Linked DNA regions of Mus musculus: region 1 is linked to region 2. A link is a contact called in public Hi-C data. All regions are on one chromosome and are shown on one strand. Each heading gives the region's core, a stretch centred on a gene start, on an enhancer-like site or on the middle of the called end of the contact. The rest is flanking DNA. Distances are from core to core; before and after follow the strand shown.

What was found. Hi-C and Micro-C count contacts between places; a contact is called where the count stands out from the background.
Region 1: a Hi-C map of uterus shows a contact between it and region 2, with 4 times the contacts expected there. The contact joins the enhancer-like site here to the promoter of Tshr in region 2. A contact is called at or near these places in 17 of 39 promoter capture datasets (the 3T3-L1 cell line, 3T3-L1-derived adipocytes, the C10 cell line and 12 more), 45 of 484 Hi-C or Micro-C datasets (the AML12 cell line, the Ba/F3 cell line, the G1E-ER4 cell line and 26 more), 8 of 115 datasets of contacts at active chromatin or transcription factors (astrocytes, bone marrow-derived dendritic cells, embryonic basal ganglia and 3 more) and 2 of 9 other capture datasets (embryonic stem cells and pancreatic islet).

What each region holds. Positions count from the first base shown.
Region 1 is chr12:91,636,700-91,640,026 of GRCm38.p6, reverse strand. It overlaps Ston2 (stonin 2), which reads left to right. Exons shown (of 7, transcript NM_175367.6): 7 at 222-3,327. The coding sequence ends at 305. Among named protein-coding and RNA genes, the nearest start is that of Gm16876, 43 kb to the left of the region's middle. Within about 2 kb of position 1,461, at least 32 of the 459 cell types and tissues checked have an H3K27ac peak or open chromatin away from gene starts, as enhancers often do. A contact at or near this core is called in brown adipocytes, liver, muscle stem cells and 2 more, where this site is marked.
Region 2 is chr12:91,399,082-91,402,381 of GRCm38.p6, reverse strand. Tshr (thyroid stimulating hormone receptor) reads right to left here and starts at 1,389. Exons shown (of 10, transcript NM_011648.5): 1 at 1,128-1,389. The coding sequence starts at 1,297.

The DNA.
Region 1 (3,327 bases), core at 212-2,711, 240 kb before region 2:
CAACTCTGGGAGACGAAGAATGAATAAGAATTTTCCACATGGACCATGGGGAATCCTAGAGTCCTTGGGACTGGGGTTCCACTGTGTCAGCTGCCAGAACACCCACGAGACTCCAGGCAATTCCACAGGACCTCCGGGGGTTCATTTGGGTCATTTGTCTCATGCTCCTCCTTTCCCTTTCCTCTTAGTCCTGATGTTTTCTCCATCTTTTATTTTTGCAGGTGGAAATTGAACAGAAAAAGAGTTTGAAGCCAGACTTTGAGGGAGAGGACTTGGAAAACCCAAAGGAATGTGGGGTACAGTGACAGGGACCACCCCTCAAGGAACTCAAGAGTGTCTTCCCGAATAACTCAAGTTTAAGTCAACACCTGCTGTGGCTGCTCTGTGGGGGGCAGTCTCCCTGGGTTTCCTGTGTGCCCTTACCTGTGGGCCCCAGGGAATCCTCAGGGGGCTGCTTCCAATAGGCTCCCCGGCACTGAGCATGCCTGAAGCATGTGACGCCCCCGGCTTCTGGAGTTTACTATGGATTGAGCCCCCTTGTCTCTTTTCTGCTTACATCGTGGCGCTGGTATGTGGTTGGCAGTGACGATCAGAGACCTGAAAAGAAGCTCCAACATCAGTGTCAGCAGTTTGTCCCCAGTACTCACGGGTCCCTTGTATGTTTCTGGAAAAAAGTAGCCTTGACAGTTGATTAAGAATCCATCTCTGATGCTCCCTCTATAAAAGATTCAAAGACTCCCAAAGCCATTTCTCTGGGCCTGCTTTTCGAGATACCTCTATTTCTTTTTTAAATGGTGGCATTCTGCAGCAGAGGGTTTCCAAATGTCTCCCTTCTGGTTCTGGATTTGTTCAAGATCAAAACGCTCTTCCAGATCCCTCCTCTCCCATTTGCTATCCTAAATCAGGGCGCTCTGTGGCAAAGCCCTCCCTATCTGATCATTTCAAATTCGGGTGTTGCAGCTTAAGTCTACAGATGGACTAGACTGGATTCACAGTCTGTTGGGGGGGAAAAAAAAAACGATCTTATTTTTCTTCCCTTGAAGGAAAAGGAGCATTAAATGTCAGCTTATATTCAGTTCAGAGGACAGCTTCAATCATAAAATATGCCAGATTCTCACTGGTCACTTTAAATTCCCGAAATAGAGTCATGGCTGTAATTTCATGTGTGTAGAAGAGACACTTGGAATTTCCTTTTATACCTCAGATACAATGACTGTTACACATCTCTTCCCTCAAAATCTAGAGACATTTAAGCTTAAAAGATCGTTGTAAAAGCTGTGTTTGAATGATCTTTACCCCAAATTCCAAGGTTGGTAGTTAAAATAGTGTCAAAGTTCAAAAGGCACCAGGTGGCGGCGGCACACACCTTTAATCCCAGCATTTGGAAGGCAGAGGCAAGTCTGCCTGAGTTCAAAGTCAGCCTGACCTATAGAGTGAGTTCCAGGACAGCCCTGGGTGCAGAGAGAAATCCTGTCTAGAAAAACCAAAACCAAAACAAAAAGGCAGAAGGCTCCAGAGTAGAGCTGGGGAAAGCCAGTCTCCAGTGCCAAGAATGTGAAATCCTGATTCCAGGACTCAGGCCAGCCTCCTTTTCCCTCCCTCCCCGCCCCCTGCTTATTTGTACTCTGGTAAATTCTCTCAAGAAGAAGACAGTGAGAGGACAGAATGCATATTTTATCAGACTTGGGGAATATGTGGAAATAAATAGAAAAGATCTGTAGTTTGGGACAAAGCGACTCGAGCTTTTTTTCAGCTCATATTCAGTGAGCTATGTACTGACTTAGGCATTAGAAACCATTGCCGTGTTTTGAACCATATGTTTAACTCTCTAAGCATTAGATTGAAATGAAAAGGACAAGCTGCATGGGCCTAGATGGGAAGACCTGTATTTTGAGAGTTTAAAATGTCACCCTTTGAGCACAGAGGTGTGTGTGTGTATGTGTGTGTGGTGTGTGTGTGTGTGTAGTGTGGTGTGTGTTGATGAGAACTAGGGAGATTTGATATTGTAACAGTCCATATAGAAATGTTTTTTTGAGGAGTTCAGTTTTGAAGCAGGAATAGATCCACGGCTGGTCACAAAGCTAATGCCGTCCATCTGTGGTGGTAGGTCTTTAACAGCTGTGCATGATGCATCGGCCAGCACACGCCTGAGTGGAGGCTTACATTCAAGTCTAGCTACTGTATTTTAGGGGAGACATTAATAAGTTGACCGTATCCACAGGCAGGTGACCCCTGGTTATAGAAGGAGGGGGGAGGTGCAGCTCTCCAGCAGAGCAGAGGGCATGGCCGGGAAGGGAGCGCAGGGAAGTTGGGGAATGAGGTAATGGTCAATTACCAACCAGGGTTTCCGCAGAGCTATAAAAAGGAAGAAGGGTTAGCTTTGTTTTGCATAACTTCAAAGGCAAAAAGAAATAGGAACAGAAGAGAACTTTACAGATGACAGTTACAGGAATCTTCTAGGAAAGAAGTGTTCTAAAGAAGAACGGGTAAAGTAAGATGTCCTGCTGCAGCAAGTGCCCAGAGGTTAACCCGGCCAGCTATCCCAGGGACGGTCACGCTGGGTTGGGCAAGATGGCAGGAAAGCTCTTTTTCAAACAATCTTGATAGGAGTGAGGCTGTCTAAGCCCCAGGCAGCCTTTCCGCTATGTGTTTTGTGCTGTTGGAGGGCAGTAGAGTTGTCGAGAAGAAGTCTGTGTTTTTCCACACTTGGGTTAAAGGCCTTGAGAGTCTCAGCTGACCAGTGGGCTGAAGAGTTGGTTGAAAGGGTGAAGGTCATCTCTGGCTTAGCCCTGTGTCAGGAGCCCTGCCTGGGCTGCTAGCAGGCACAGCACCTGTTTTGCCTTGTTCTTCCCATCCCCTTGGCTAATTCTTCTGCCTTGGTACTTCACCTGAACTATTTGGACTTTTTAAGATTTGTTTTGCCTTAATCAAAAGATGAAACAAAAAGTCCCTCTGCCCTATTTATATTTGGCAAGCAATTTATCACTAATTTTTAAGTATGGACTACCCTCTTGGTTCCATCAAATTTGGTCGGCCTCTACTGTGCTTAGGGTCATTACGGATCACACGTAGGGAGGTGATGTGTAGTTCAGGACTTACTGATAACCTACCTAAAAAACATATAGTTGGGCAGATTACCTTTTGATATGCAGAATGTTTGCTTGCCACAGTGGTCCTCAACTTTTATTTTTCTGTGCTTACAAAAACAAAAACAAAACCCAAATCTATATTATCAATATCATAAAAATATGAAAAGTGGTAGAAACCAATCCAAACGTATTAGTTGCCACGTAGTATCAAAAACTTGTTTTTGTGTCTAGGACTTCT
Region 2 (3,300 bases), core at 140-2,639:
ACATATCAAACAGCCAGCCCAGGATGTTTAGCATCCTGATGGATGCTGCAAAGTGAGGCTAACTCAAGGATTTGCGTTATAAACCAGAGGTCTCTTCAAAAACTCTAAATGAGGATGGGGTGGAGATGGCAGAACACTGTCTTGACATGACATGGCTGTGAGCCAATAGAAGCTGTGATTGCCTGCCCATGACCTGAGTACGTTTAAACCCTTTAGCATACTGCCATAAAGTGGGTAAGGGCTCAGAAGGCCCCCACCCCTACCTGAAGATTTAACAGATGTTGATGTTTCCTTGGTTCCTTGGGAGGGAGAGACATTTTCTTTATGTGGTTTCACCACTGGTAACTGCTCAGGCTCCTATAACCCCCTCATGTATGCTCCTGTAAGCAATCTAGTTAAACCCCTTTGGGACACACACATTCAGGAGACTAGTTCAGAATAAAGGAGAGATCAGATGGAATGGGAGGGGAACCCTCCCCCTTTTTTGAAACCCTTCTTGGTTCTGACAAGTCCAAGGATTCATTTCTAATAGGCTCCCGATTATGTTTTGTTTTGTTTTGTTTTGTTTCCTTCTTATAGACAGAGTCTGTCTACATAGCCCTGGCTACCTTGGAACTCACTATGCTGACCAAGCTGGACTGGAACTCACAGAAATTCACAGAAAGTCTCTTGACTGCTGGGATTAAAGTCGAGAGCCACTATGCCGTCTCTGATCAAGCTTTTAACAATTATTTGATAAGTCAAATGGCCAAGGTAATTTCTCATCTAGGGATACTTACAGGGGAATTTGGGAAGAGAAGCAATTGTATTTTCTAAGATAAGTTTTAAAAGTTAATTCTTAAGGTTGTGTGTGTGTCTAACTATTACTTGATGTGAAACTAGAATCCAGCGGGCACTAGGAGTTGGCACAATGTAGACAGACTACTTGTAACTTTTTATTAAGCACAACTCCCAGGTATCTTGAACCAAAGTTTTATTAGGGATTCTGTCCCCCGTGTCAGCAGCATAGCTGACCTTCCCGAGCATGGGGGATTGAATTTGTACAGGGACTGACCAGATATCCGCGCACACCCCAACACACACCACGAATTTCTCGGGGGGGGGGGGTCTTGGCCTTGGCTACTCACAGAGTCTGGGTGCTGGGCGGCAGGCTGGGGATTCGGTGGAGCTCCTTGCAGGTGACTCTGAAGTCGTCCTCCTGGTGACACTCACAGGGTGGAGACGCACACTCTTTGCCCCGCAGGCTCCTGGACAGGGCGAGCAGCAGAACAAGCAGCAGCAGGGACCCTGGCCTCATTTTCCAAGGGACCCTCTGGGCTACTTCATCGTTGCGCGCTGTCGCCACATTCTCAGTGCCCTGCGTCTGACGCTGGAAGAGACCCGGGTGCAGGAGGGGAAGGGAGGGAGGAGGAGGGCTCCGAGGGGCTGTGACCTCATCGCTGGAGAGCACGCTGGAGAGGGGGAAGGAGAGGCTCTCAAGTGCTCCGCTTGCCTAGGCAACTCTCCATCCAAACAAGCCTGCTTGCGGCACTTCATCAGCCTCGCAGCGCCTTCTGTTCCGAGACACCCAACCTCGGTCCCTGTGTCGTTCCCTCCCTGTCACCTATTAGTTCTTTCTTAAGTCTAGACACGCTTTCGTCTCTCCTGGTCTCCGAACTCCTGAAGCTACATTTCCCGACTGAGCAGCCTTTAAGAGCTGTGCCGACCGGGGACCCACCCAAATGGGCTCCGTCTAATGTCTCCACGGAGGGGACTGTTGTGGGACTCTCTAGTGTCCCGTGGAACTTCGGCTTCTCCAGGTTAAAAGTCTCCGGAGCAGTCAGCACAACCCGTGACAGCTTAGAGTGCAGCTGAAGGGGGACGAGTCACTCCGGGCGAGACAATCCTCCATGCTGTCTAGCTGGAACAGCCACGGTCCAGCTTGGAGGCGCCACTAAACGTCTGGAGATGCTGCTCTCACCAAACCCAGCAGCTCCGTGAAGTCAGGCGCTGGGCTCTGGGGCCATCTGCTGTAGATAACTGGGAACTGCGCACACAGGTTCCCTTGCCTGCACGGTAACAGTCTGGTTTTACGAATCTGCTTAGAATCCTAGACACTTTTCATTCTCATCCACCCTCTCCAGAAATCCAGAATGAAGAGAACACTTAAGTGCCACCTTGCTCTTCTCACACCCACCAAGAATATTAGCTACAAATGTAAACTAGATTGTGTCAATTTTCTTCTTGGAAGTATAACTGCTTGCTCGTTCCTCTAGGAGCAAAAGGAATACTAACTCCTCACATGCCACACGGCTTCTTTTACAGGTAACTCCAGAGCAGGAGGGAAAGGTGTGGTGGTGGAAATCAGAAGAAACATGAAGAGAGAAGGCTCTAAAAATACAGGATGGAGGTTAAGGGCAGGTAAATATTAAGATTTATTGAACTGTACCTTTAAGATATACACATCCCCATGTTTATAGAAACTTTATTGTCACCCCAAAGTGTAAACAACCCCACGTGTCCTTCAAGAAAACTGTGAATGCACAAACAATATTTCATAGAAAATGAATCGAGCTCTAGTTTACATGACATGTACAAATCTAGAACACGACTGGCAAGCACAAGGAACTAAATTCACAGCATTATGTACTTATGTGTGATCATTCCTATACATGACATTATGTGGTATTTTCGGTGGAAGTAAAGCCAGGGCTGGGGATAAAGCTCAGTTGGTAGAGTGCTTGCCTACCATGTTCAAGGCTCCAAACCTAGCCAAGTGTAAACTTGGTGTGGTGGGATACTTCTGCAATCCCAGCTGTGGGAGTCAGAGGCAGGAGGATCAAGGTACTTGGCTACATAGCAACTTGTAGGCCACCATAGGCTCTATGAGGCTCCAAAGGACTGAAGTCTTGAGAAGGAGGATGACTACAAACAGACACCCAGAGACTTTTCCTGGAAAATGAGATTGTTTACAGTCTCCTCTCTGCTGCACACATAGCAACTTGTAAATGTGGAGAGCTATAGTGCTTGCATTTTGAATGTTAAGCCCATCTTAAATCCAGGGATAAACACCCTTCGACTTTTCTGAATGTATTCTTGCAGCAATACATTTCTTTACTGAAATTCTATTTGAGGGTTTTGTGTAGATGTGCCTAAGGCAAAGTGGCCTGTTGCTCTTTATCTTTTGTATATTTTGTTCTCAGTAATTGATTCTTTCATCACGGAGTGAATTGAGAGATATCTTCTCTTTTCTACATTTCTATTAGGGTTTGTATACATTGCGCTTATCTGATAGAATTACATTAAAAACACTTGAGCACT